Linked DNA regions of Mus musculus: regions 1 and 2 are each linked to region 3. A link is a contact called in public HiChIP or PLAC-seq and capture Hi-C data. All regions are on one chromosome and are shown on one strand. The core of a region is the stretch at or near the end of the contact, and the rest is flanking DNA. Distances in the headings are between cores, read along the strand shown.

Region 1 (3,797 bases), core at 499-2,998, 520 kb after region 3:
GGCTTAGCATTTCCGGTATGAGCTTCTCCACAAGGAAATCAATGCTTGCCACAGTATGAACATTCTTAGTCTGACGGAAATGACAGTGCTTTCAATATAACATGTGACTTCGGTGGCTTTCAGTTTGGTTTCCAGCCTGTTTGATAATCAGATTCTCCAAATGTCCTTTCTGCAAATCTCTAGGAAAACGTCCCTGCCCACTCCAGCTCACATTCAATAAACACTGTTTTTCATTTTTCCCCCTGAACTCTGGATACACTTCCAGTGGATATACACACCTGTTGGTATGTTAGCAAAAATGACCAGAAATTTTCTTGCCTTATGGAAACTCTCAATCTCTATTATAATCCTCGAGGCATTTCTATTTCAAGGAGTGAGAAGAATAGGGTAAGGGTCAACTTCTTATACCGATATGTGTTCCTAAACAAACACTCTAGCTTCAAGACCCGTCCTTTCCTGACGACATGCATTCACCATCCACGAATCGATAGCAAGCTGCATCATTAGCTCTGTCCATTGACCCCAGTGTTCAGAGGCGGTGGGAATTCTGTGAGAACGGGTAGTCACAGCTGAAACAGACTTGGAATTCCAATTTGTATGCATTAAGCATCCTTTGTATTTTATAAAGCTACAGCACTGGCTTTGAGACAATAACAGAACACAAGAGTACATGCTGTACAGATCCCTACATCAAACGGTACCAGGGATAGTTCCGGAACTTGGTTTTCTCTGCCTTTGAATGTGACTCCCAAAAGGCTCTGAATAGAGTCTCTTATCAGTGTAAAATGTAAAATAACTAAACCCCATCGTGTATATGAAAATCTCACAAATATTTAGGTCGATGTATTTAGGCTATTGACTGACATCACCACCAGTTAACTTGTTTCATGTGGACCTCAACATAATTCAACAAACATTTCAGGAATACCTATTCAACTCCCTACCCCGCCCCCCAAGTCAGGAGTTCAGGTTATAGCACTCACGCTCCTACACAGCAAACAAACACCTCCATAGAAACAGGCTCCTAAGGAAAGAACGACATGCTCAGCTCCGAGGAAGCACAGGGTGTGTATTATATTTCTTTTGTGTACCCTTCAATCTAGCAATTAAAAAAAAAAATCTTTCTACAGGAGGACCCTGTGCAAAGAGACACTTGGGGAGTTCCATCCAGCAGGACCAGGGCAGTGTTGACAGTTCCCCACAGCCGCGCAGAGCAGGACAGAATGATTGGGGTCTAATGAAGGGTCAGCCAGGACCAAATGGTCACAGTAGTGCTGCAAATGATTGGACTTAACTACCCTAATGGTAATGGGAGCTGGAACTACTTTACTCACTAAGAAAATGGAAAGGGGGGCGGGGAGAGCTCAGTTTACCCAGGCCCCCTTCAACCCTTCCGGATAGGACCATCTTGGTAACTGCAGAGACGACAATAAACAAAGAAAAAAGACTTTCCCAGGGGTGAAGTCAAAAGGTCGGCCCCAAGCTGTGCGGGACAATGGGGACCCAGCCTCCTCTTGTGTCTTCCTAGTGGGTGAAGGAGCCTTAATGAAGAGACCTTTTTCACCGCGAAGATTCTAAGCCCCAGCGGGTTCCACCTCCAGCCCTGGGCGGGGGAGGGGCGCGGGGCTGGGACAGGCTGGGCCCCGCCACGCCCCTCTTTCTGCTGCTGCGCGACCCCGGCCCCCGCCTGCGCTCCTGCTCCCCCGCCCCCGCGCACTGCGCGTGCCCAGCCCGGAGCGCGTCCCCGCAATTCCGCGCCGCTGCGCTGCGAGCGCTCAGATCCTGGCCGCTGCAGCCCGCTCAGGCAGGGGACAGCGTCCCGCCTGAAGCCAGGCGCTTGGTCCAGGCTCGGTCCCCGCACCCACGCGCCGCCTAGCCTTGTATTCTCTTCTTCTCTCTTCTCTTCCTCTCTCTCTCTCTCTCTCTCTCTCTCTCTCTCTCTCTCTCTCTCTCTCTATCACTCGTTCACCTAGACCCTGGCCAGTCACCGGCGTCCCCTGCCTCGGTGTCCCCACCCTCTGTACCCTAAGCTGTACCCCTGCGGCTGGCGAGGGGCCGCGGACCGGGCTGGAGATGCGAATCCTGCAGAGCTTCCTCGCGTGCGTTCAGCTCCTGTGCCTGTGTCGCCTGGGTAAGTGATAGGACCTCGGCGGGGCACCCGCGCGGGGCTCAGTCTCTGGGACGCAGCTTGGGTGGGGGATTTCAGAACATTGGGTAGCACCCCAAGAAGAGTTATCCCGAACCTTTCGATGTCACTTGCACCGGCTGCGCCCTCATCCCCTCAACTACCACCTGCTGGGTCCCTCTACTGAGACTCCTTTGGTCAGGACACCTAGACACAGGAGGTCGCCGCCTGTCAGGGTCCCCTCGCATGCGTGCTCTCCATATTGCAAAAAGTGGAAATAGCCTTGTAGACCTACATAAGAGAATGAGTCGGTGACTAGAAATACACTACAGCAGTGGCGAGGGGCTGCGACCTAAACGTTCCTTTCTATGTTGCCACTGTAGTACTGTGGACTTGAACGGAAGGCACACGTGTCTGTCTTGAATTACGCACACGCACCTGAAAGGCACTGAGCTGAACAAGCATCGACCTGACTTTTCTAGTACTTTCAATTTAGTCACGTTCAAGTCCAGGCAGTCACTTACAAAAAAGTTCCAGTCAAATCTCTATGAGCATTCTGCCCCCAGCTTCCAGAGAGAAGAGCTGCAGGTGATGGGCGAACAGGGACACAGCACCTTCGCAGGCGTCCGAACCTTACAAGTGTTAAGTGGATATTACTCTCTGCAGTCAACGGTGTGAATATTTACTGGGAATGAGGGTGCAGACTTAGGTTTCTAAAAAGAAAACAAAAAGTAAAACCTGTCTTTTGTTTTGTTTGTTGTTTTGTTTCCTTATTTTAACTACTAAAAGCCCCTTTCAAATGCCTGTTGGAAGACATTGACCTAAAAATTAGAATGTGTACCTCGATTTGTGAGTATAACTGTTTAGCTCCCATCAGTCCTATAGCCCCACTTTTAAATTTCGTTTATAATAAAGGATATATTAAACATGCACTTCCAATCCGATGGAGAGTGCTCCTCTTAGCACCTTCGCGAACAGAAGTCATTTCTAGTTCTGACTGATGAGACTTGTGTAGGTCACTATGGTGATGACTGCCTGTAATCCACTCTGAGTATTCACCTAACCTCAATCCCCAAGGCTTGGTGAAAGTATTCAGAGCCGTCTTGGCCAATGCCTTGTAGGCAGCCACTCAGCTGACAGATCCCCTGACCTTCCCTGACAGGGCAGGCTTGAAGTTGGTTGTTGAATCCCAAGGACTCTGGTTCTTTAGAAATGTTCTTCCAATCCATACCTGTTGAATTGACATTTCCACATTCCAGCCACAGACATTTTAGCAACAAAGCCAGGTCCTCTTGATACTTAAATTATTGTTTAAGGAGATCTTACAGCATTAGGGAAGCAAATTACAGTATTACTCTGCACTTCAGCAAAACACAAGCCCAAGACTACATTAGGACTGGTTTTAATTGAGGAGAAACATTAGTTGCCACACAATGTATCTGTTTGAAGCACAATGTTCAGTGGTGTTTACTATATTCACAGAGTTGTCTGCTATCACTGACATCTGATCCCAGAGCATGGCATCAGCCCTCCTTGATCACTAACTAAGGTTTCCTGCTCAACCTCTGTGTCTATTGATCGGCCTGCTCTGGACATTTTGTCTGAACAGAATCATGAAACATGCAGCAATTTTTTTTTTTTTTTGGGTCTGGCTTCATTCTCTTAGCAGAAT
Region 2 (4,316 bases), core at 410-2,909, 890 kb after region 3:
TGTTAAATGCTTTACCGCACTGGTTGCACTTGTGAGGTTTCTCCTAAGCAGCAGAGAGAAAGGGAAGAATAGAGAACTTAATTTACAGTACTTGGTTATTGTGATGCGGAATCCTATCATCACCATACACTTTGAAGCTTTTAAACAGGTCAAAGATAACAACACAAGGCCTCCCAGTCCAGCCTCCACAGCCCAGAAGGTCTTATGCTAAAGAATGAGGCTATATCGATGCGTTTTTCCCCCCAAATGGTTCCAAAGCCTTTCGGGTAAACTTCTGACGGAGGAACATACCTGTGTGTGAATGATCTTATGCCGGCAAAGGGTGCTAGCTTGCCGGAAACCTTTCCCACACACTTTACACACGAAGGGTCTGGCTCCTGTGTGTACCGGCATGTGACGGGTTAAGTTATAGTGCGCATTAAAGACCTTAAAAATTAAACACAAAGGAAAACAGGTTAACGGAAGCACAGATTGGATCCAAAGTGATAAAAAGGAGGGAGGGGGCAAAACAAGTTTATACTTCCACTCCCCAAATACTAAAACAGAAGCGAGGGATGGAGAGAGGAAGGAAGAAAGGAAGGAAGGAAGGAAGGAAGGAAGGAAGGAAGGAAGGAAGGAAGGAAGGAAGGAAGGAAGGAAGGAAGAAGGAACTCCTGGCATAAGACTTGCCTTGCCGCAGACTTCACAAGTGAAAACTTTGGGCTTGGCATTTGGAGAGCCGCGGCTGAAATCCGAGGTTTTGAAAGCGATTTTTTCCGACAAAAGTTGGGCGCTTTCTTTCATGTAATGCTGCAGCTGAGCCTGGGACAGGTCTTTGAAAGCTACTCCCGAAGGGAGTTTCTCCACTGCCGGTACAACCAGTTTATTCCTTTCGGCTAAATACGTTTTGGGCTGTGGGTGCAAAGGGGAACTGAGAAAGTAGGAGGCCACCGGGTGGATGTTCACGCTCGCAGCCGGGTGGCACGGGCCGTCACCTCGGTTCAGGTAGCACAGGGCACCCATGGCGTGAAACGAAGAGTGGTTGACCACACGCGGCCTTACCAGCTTGTACTGCTGTAGTGGCAATGCGTCGCGGGCCAGGTCGCCCTTAAGACTTAGCGCGCAGTTGAGCAGGTCGCTGCAGCTGAACGCCGGCGCAGAGGGCGCCACCGCGGGCGGCGCCGGAACCTCCAAACTCGCCTTGCGGGGCTCTGAGCCATTCACTCCCGCTTTGGAGTTCGTGTCGTACGCCACGGGGACGAAAGGGATCATGCAGGGGATCGACGAGTTGAGATGCAGAGAGTGCTTGGGGTCCCCTTTGGGCACGGCTCCCTGCAGGAAGTGGGGGACCGGCAGGGCCTTAGGCTCAGGGGTGCGCGCCATGATTCGTTCGATGGAGAAAGCCAAGGGTTTAGATGTGCTCATCACGTTGCCCCGAGCTGGAGCAGTCGCTAGCATTTTGGTGGTCGCGTTGAGGCAGCTACTGTCCATGACTGAGTCGCCAGCGTCGGTCAGCCGGGGTTGAGTCGCGGGATCGTTGCCTTGTCCCCTGCTTGTCACAGACCTGCGGAGAGGACAGGCACCGTCACCACCAGCAGCCTCCTCCTCCTCCTCCCCAGCATCACCAGCCGAACCTGCCTGCCCAGCCCAATGGACTCCTGCCAGCCCATCGCAGAGTTCTTGGCGCACCAATGACTCGGGGACAATCACTACTTATTTCTATCAATAGAAAGTGTTGTGTCAATAACGCAGCCAAGATCTCGCCAATCGTTAACTTCCAAGAGGAGAAGGTAAACTAGATAATTGCTCAATTCGCTTCCAACAGTCAACAGGAAAACTTTTTTTCTCTCTGCAGTCGGTGACTACTTTTCATTGGTGAGAGAGCTTCCCCCGCCCAGAAGAGGCGGGGGCGCTCTCTGCAACGCGCAGAGCCCTCCCCGACGCGCAAGCACTCGCCCGCACACACTTCTCTACCCTTCAGCTGCCCCTCCCCCTAGCTTCCTCTGTCTTTTTAATTCTCAATCTGCTTAACCAGGCTTTAGAGGCCAAGCAAATCTGAGATCAATTTTCTCGTTTAGCTCTAAGTGACATCATCTAAAATCATTGTGCTAGGGCTAAATAAGGAAACAGAGTCTAATTCAGGGGCAAATGCCAGGCTATATTTATCAAACGCCAGGCTCTAGAAAGCCTTGACCAGGAAACCTCTGACGGCAAAATCCGAGGTTTCTGTGCTTGGCTTGCCTGAGCTCAGTTCGGGCCACGATGCCTCCTCCTACGCAGCCCACTTTCATCCTCCGGGACTCGAGGGGGTCTGGGGGGTGAGGTCGGGAGGTGGTGCTCATTCCCTGAATCAAGGAGTCGCTGCAGCTCGAGCCGCGTCTGGACCGTTTGGAAGACACCAGCAGGTAACTGGCCTCCCAAAATGCCCTTGAGATGTAAAGGCCTTGGGAGGCTTGTTATGCGTTTGTGGTTTTGTCAAAGCGATGCCCATGGCAATAGGCCTGGGAAAGACGCACCAGCACCACAAAGTTGAGTTGCAAAGAATAAGAGGGAGCCACACGGCCAGAGACCTAGACGCGGATTGAACTCACACAAACACACGCGTGAGCGCGCTTCCTTGAGTTTCCAGAGAGAACCCCGAAAGGGCATTTCTCCAAAGAACTTGCGCCCACTGCTCTTCCAGAGCAGAGGGTTTTAAACGTGGAGCGGAGAAGGGGAATACAATCTGTCGATCCCTACCCTGGCTGCCAGCGTCTGCGTGCGGCTCATCAGTGCACGCGATACCCCGCGTGTCTGTGCGCGCAGACGAACAAAGTGTGGTGGTCACGGACCATTTCTGCCCCCCCCCCCCGAGCGTTTGGAGACCCTAAGCGTCCCCTACCCCCCCCCACCCTCCCCCGCGCGCCCAGCGCCCTCCTGGTGTGACGCCTGGGGCCCAAATTCGCTAGCTGGGCGAGCTTTCCATGAAAAGGCCGGACGCTGAGGCTCCCATTGCGCGGGTCCCCGCGGCTCCCGCCCGAGTAGCGGCGCGCGCCTTCCCCGGAGAGGTCAACCGGGAGCCTTCGGTCGCCGAGAGCAGAACCCCAGGCACGCTCCTGGGGCTGCGGACCGTAGACAAACCCCCGCCGTTCTCAAGCCAGTTCCCGGAGGAAGCTGAGCGATGAGCCCTGAACCGCCTCCTGGAGGCCGCGGGAAGGAGCTGCCGGCAAACTCCAAGCACCGTCAGCCTGGTGAGTTAACTCTACCGTGTGTGGACCAAGTATCCGCCAGGTATCTGGCCAAGAGTAAGATGTGCTGTCCTCTGGTGAGAACCCTGGAAAGGGCCAGCAGTGGGAGGTGAATGTGGGAGCCTAGGATTGTTGAGCCTAAGGCTAATGTATTGGAAGGTGCCAAGTTGGGATTCGAATGGAGGCAACTGGCTTTCAAGATCTCTCCTTCTCCAAACCCCCTTTCTAGCTCATACCACCAGGCTCCTCCGCCCCACCCAGACGGTGCGAGTCAGTTTAAACACTGCCAGGGAAGCCCAGTTGGGTGGAAACGAAGACAGCGAGTTGTTGAGGCCTGACAGCGAGGCGGGACGGCTAAGTGGATGCTGGAGAAATAATTGCTGGGAAAAATAAAATAAAACAGGGGCCAACAGAAGTCTTTTTGAAAGTTGCAGCGGCTAAGAAGCCAGATGGTGGAAAAGTCTGGCTGTTTGTGGCCCGCCTTGGTGGCTAGGCCTGGGAGTGTCTTCTTTCAGGTACCCAGGCACTTCTAGCTGGGCAGACCTGAGAGGCAGAGAAGAGTAGGAGTCTGGGCAGGGCACCCTGGCAGAGAAAAGGAGGCAACACAAAAATCCGGAGGCATTCTGGAATCCTTTGGGGCCTCAGTTTTTCCCCAACTGGAAATGTTCGTTCGATTTGCTTTTGGGGCCGCAGAACCTTGGTCCTTCACCCTGATCAGACAAAGGGTGCGGGTGACCTGGACTGCTTAAGGAAAGGCGGGGTCGGGAGTGTCCCTGTCCCAAGACAGATGGGTAGAGGTTAAGACTTTAATTGCTGCCTTTTGGGGCGGATCAGATTCCCTTTCCTACCTGCTTTCTTAACAGCGGAAAAAAAAAAAATCTCCCTCCTGCTGCACTCCTCCCTCCCCGGAACAAGTTTAAAGAAGAAAGCAGAAAGGCGAGAAACTGCTCGGCCGCGGAAAGCACTGGAGCCCCCAGCTGATTTGAACAACTCACCGGCCTCTGGAGCGTTACCTGCCTTCTTGATTGAGTGCCACCAGTCTCTTTTGCGTTCGTCGCGTGTCCCTCCCTCTTCTCTTCTTCCCCTCCCCCTCCCCCTCCTCAACGGGTC
Region 3 (3,925 bases), core at 1,291-3,790:
CTAAAATGGTCATTGGATTTCTGGAACCCAGTGCAGAGACCTTAAAAATAACATTTAGTTTTGCTTGCTCCTTTAGAATTCTACAGCTGTTTCAATACCTTAATCCTACCCTATCCTACTACGGGAAAGATGGGCAGACAGACAAATATTATCGAGTACAATGACAAAGGGCTCAGAAGGTAAGTATGCTGACAAGTCTGACATCCTGACTTCGAGTTCCAGAAAGAAAACCAACTCCTACAAATGGTCCCTGATCGCCACACATGCGCCACAGCATGGGCCTTGGCCCCACCCCTTACATATGAAAAGAATGCAAGGTAAAAATAAGTAAATTTCCTTTGAGAAAAATGAAAAAATAAGTGTTCACTATAGGAGGATCAAAATAGAACATCAGTATTTCAGCTTTCACTGTGTTGGGGTTTTGTTTTATTTTTAAGAAAGAAAACAAGAGCAGGAGGGAATAAATTTCCACCCATCATGGTGGGATCTTCATTTCCTGTAACTACTTCACATTCCACTTGATATGGATTCACAGGATCTCATGTTTCCGGGTTTCCCTGCACTTCATTCATACCTAGGTCAAGTGTAGAACTGAAGTATATCAAGGTTCACAGATTGCAGCAGCCAAAAGCTCCCCTGAGGGAAAGTGCTGGAACAGGGTGCTTCTATCTGCCCACACAGAAAGGCAGGCAGCTCAGCAGCCAGGGGCACAGAATAAAAAGAAGGCACTGAGGGAGAAGTTGTATCAGCTAAGACAATTTTACAAGCTCCTATTTTGATCCTATGCAATGCCCTTCAAAACTCACTCCAAGCCCACTAATTGCAGGTAATGCAGGGTGCCATTAGTTTACACAGCTGATCCCACAGAACTGCCTTAACAAGCCTGGAGGAGCCGTGATGAAAATCACCAGAAACTCACTGCTGAGGATGCTCACGCAGCAATCAAACTATCACACAAGACGCTCAACAGTCTTACCGAGGGAGGGACCAAAAGGGAGAAATGTGCCATTGAGAGTCTGTGCCTGCCTCTCTGGTCTACATAATTCCATCATTCTGTAGCTTCGCGTCTCCACAACCATAGGGTCGCAGAATGTCACCGACTAGAGGAATTCTATCTCGCCCTTTTTATGTTACAATTTCTTCCTACAAAGAAGAAATATTTTTTTTCTATTTTTTTTTTTCCTGCTGTGTTCACAGCTGTAGTTTGCATGATGCTCTTATACCTGAGTAATGAGCAACGACAGATGAACGACTTGAATTTGATGCGTCGAGCCGTAACGTGCTGGAAGTCATCAGCTGGTTGTTTTAATGAGTACATGTCTTAAGATTCTATGAAACAAACCTAATCACTAGCATAAAACTAAAAACCTAGCAAACTGCCGGAGAGAAATCATCAGATGAGCAACCTCCAGAAAGAAACAGGATGTAAGACAGCAGGGATGTAAGACAGCAGGGCAAGGGAGAGTAACTTACTTTTCTTAGTGAGTGGCATCTGGGAAGTTATTAACTTTACTTCTTCAGTAATGGAGGTTTCTCTGTGCTCCCTAAGGCACTGTATGAGAAACAATGTTTCCAAAGACTTGGAAATTTTAAGTCTATCACTGGTCCTTCCAGGAAAGCTCAGGCCATGGGATCCGCCATTACCATCCAACTTTAAAACTTTCTCAGGAAATAGGTGTCCTAATCTGTAAAATCTGAGCAGTAATAATAGGACCCGTGTGAGGAGTTGTGAAAACTAAATATGCGCTAGGAAATACTGGGTAACTCTATCTAAGACGGTAAAGATGCAAATTAGGGACTTTGTATACATGTATTTCTTCCTATGAAGAAACGAAGCAAAAGTTCTATCAGATAGTAGTTCTATATTATAGGAATTAACTATGTAAATTGAAGCTGATGACTCCCCGCAAGTTACAGCTAGATGTGTCGATCTCAAATCGTCCATCTGGGACTCATTACTAAGTATAAGAGCGCTGACCATCATGCATACTACATCTGTGAACGCAGCAGAAAATAAAACTAAAAATAAAATGAACAGCACTCATCAAAGACATAGAACACCTATGTGTTCACTTGCAAAAGGAGAAAGCAGCTCCAGTTGGGCAGAAATGCAAACTTTACGAGTGGGTCTAGGCGGTCCAGCACAGAGTTCGAATCCAGCACGCCCGTCCATCCCATCCAGTTCTCTGGGAACGCTCAACCTGCAGGATACCGACCACGAGGGGCAAACACCCGCTTCCAGGTGCAGCCGGAGCCCGGTGGCACTCGCGACCCAACGCCCGGGGCAGACGCCGCTGAGCGGGCCGCGATGCTCCGGACGGCCGGGCCCCGCTGCAGCCAAGACCCGCATCGCGCTGCGAGGCAGGAGGCAACCGGCAGCCGGCGAGGTGCTCCGTCCGCTCCTGCCTCCACGCGCCCAGCCGCGCCCAGCCCAGCCGCCAGCCCGAGCCTCACCCGTCTGCGGTCGCGCCGCCGTCAGTCCTGTCGGAGGCCGACGGGAGGTGCCACCGCCGCCGCCTCCTCCCGAGCGCGCCGATCGCGCCTCGGCTTTCCCCGGCTCCTCCGGCTTCGCCGCGCGCCCGCCCGCGCCGAGGAGGAAGCCAGCTCGCCCCAGGCCTCCTCCCACGCTTCCCGACGCGGCCAATGAGCCCGGCAACCGCGGAGCCGCGCACGCCCCCTGGCGGTGGAGGACCGAGCCGACGCTGAGGTCCCTGGAGGAAGGACCACAGCCGCCAAGATCCCGGGTCGCGTCTGCGACTCAATGTGAACTTGCCACGTGGGAGCTGCCGCGTCCGCAGCCAGGACCTGAGAGGCACCCGGGGAGGAAGGAAAATGTGTCAGCGCCTCCGCCCTTCAGTCACACACACACACACACACACACACACACACACACACACACACACAATCCTGACCCTAACGTACTTCAGGAGGCAATTTGAAATGACCAGTCCTAGTCTAGAGCTGATTCAGACTAGGACCATGGGGAATCTTCACTTGACTCCTGCAAGCTAGGAAACTGATCATAAAAATCCTCTAGACAGGGGATTCAGAACGAATTCTGCAACCCCGAATAATCTATCCAAGGGGAAGAATATTGTTTGCATGCTGCATGTCAATTTCTTCTTTCAAATTATTAGCAGTATGAGGAATGTTTTTCTCATCTGTTAGGAAGTTTACCTTTTATCAAGATTTTATGAGTAACTGGGAAATTAACACAAATTTTACTATGCACAATCTAAGAATACAATATTTTTAGTTTCAAATCCATATCTGTATAATTTGCAACTGCTAACTTCTTTTTTTGGAAATCAGGATAATTTATGGTAGCAAAAATTAAACTTAATGAAGTAATAGGGTTTAATCATAACAATTATGTCATCAAATTTCAACATTCCCTCCAAAACATAAAACACACAACCTAAAAAGAACTATGGGGGCTGGAGAGATGGCTCAGCAGTTAAGAGCACTGACTGTTCTTCCGAAGGTCCTGAGTTCAAATCCCAGCAACCATACGTTGGCTCACAACCATCTGTAACGAGATCTGGAGCACTCTTCTGGAGTGTCTGAAGATAGCTAATGTGTACTTACATGTAATAAATAAATAAATCTTTTAAAGAAAGTTAATGTATAGCAAAATTATTAAATAAATAAATAAAATAAAAACTATGAATTCTGTTGCTTAGGCCCCAGGAAAGGGAAAGAGACAGTAAACATCTGAGCTAAATTTCAAACACTTGTCTAGTCCTTTGCCTTGTTACTTAGTTGCTATGAAGAAACATTATGACCAAGGCAACTCTTGTCAAAACAAAAAACAAACAAACAAACAAAAAAAGTTAATTCAGGGCTTTCTTACAGTTTCTGAGGATTAGTCCATGGTCATCAAGGTGGGAAGCCAACAGGCATGGCACCTAAGCAGTAGCTGAAA

What was found. HiChIP or PLAC-seq counts read pairs in DNA pulled down with a chosen protein or histone mark. Capture Hi-C pulls out chosen DNA fragments and counts their contacts.
Region 1: an H3K4me3 HiChIP or PLAC-seq map of forebrain shows a contact between it and region 3, with 5 times the contacts expected there. The contact joins the promoter of Ptprz1 here to the promoter of Fam3c in region 3. A contact is called at or near these places in 1 of 39 promoter capture datasets (hippocampal neurons) and 4 of 115 datasets of contacts at active chromatin or transcription factors (astrocytes, embryonic forebrain, forebrain and 1 more).
Region 2: a contact with region 3 is called in a capture Hi-C map of embryonic stem cells, with 3 times the contacts expected there. The contact joins the promoter of Fezf1 here to the promoter of Fam3c in region 3. A contact is called at or near these places in 3 of 115 datasets of contacts at active chromatin or transcription factors (astrocytes and embryonic stem cells) and 1 of 9 other capture datasets (embryonic stem cells).

What each region holds. Positions count from the first base shown.
Region 1 is chr6:22,873,754-22,877,550 of GRCm38.p6, forward strand. It overlaps Ptprz1 (protein tyrosine phosphatase, receptor type Z, polypeptide 1), which reads left to right and starts at 1,749. Exons shown (of 30, transcript NM_001081306.1): 1 at 1,749-2,131. The coding sequence starts at 2,074.
Region 2 is chr6:23,246,605-23,250,920 of GRCm38.p6, forward strand. Fezf1 (Fez family zinc finger 1) reads right to left here and starts at 1,660. Exons shown (of 4, transcript NM_028462.1): 1 at 670-1,660; 2 at 292-426; 3 at 1-43. The coding sequence starts at 1,470.
Region 3 is chr6:22,353,541-22,357,465 of GRCm38.p6, forward strand. Fam3c (family with sequence similarity 3, member C) reads right to left here and starts at 2,541. Exons shown (of 10, transcript NM_138587.4): 1 at 2,455-2,541.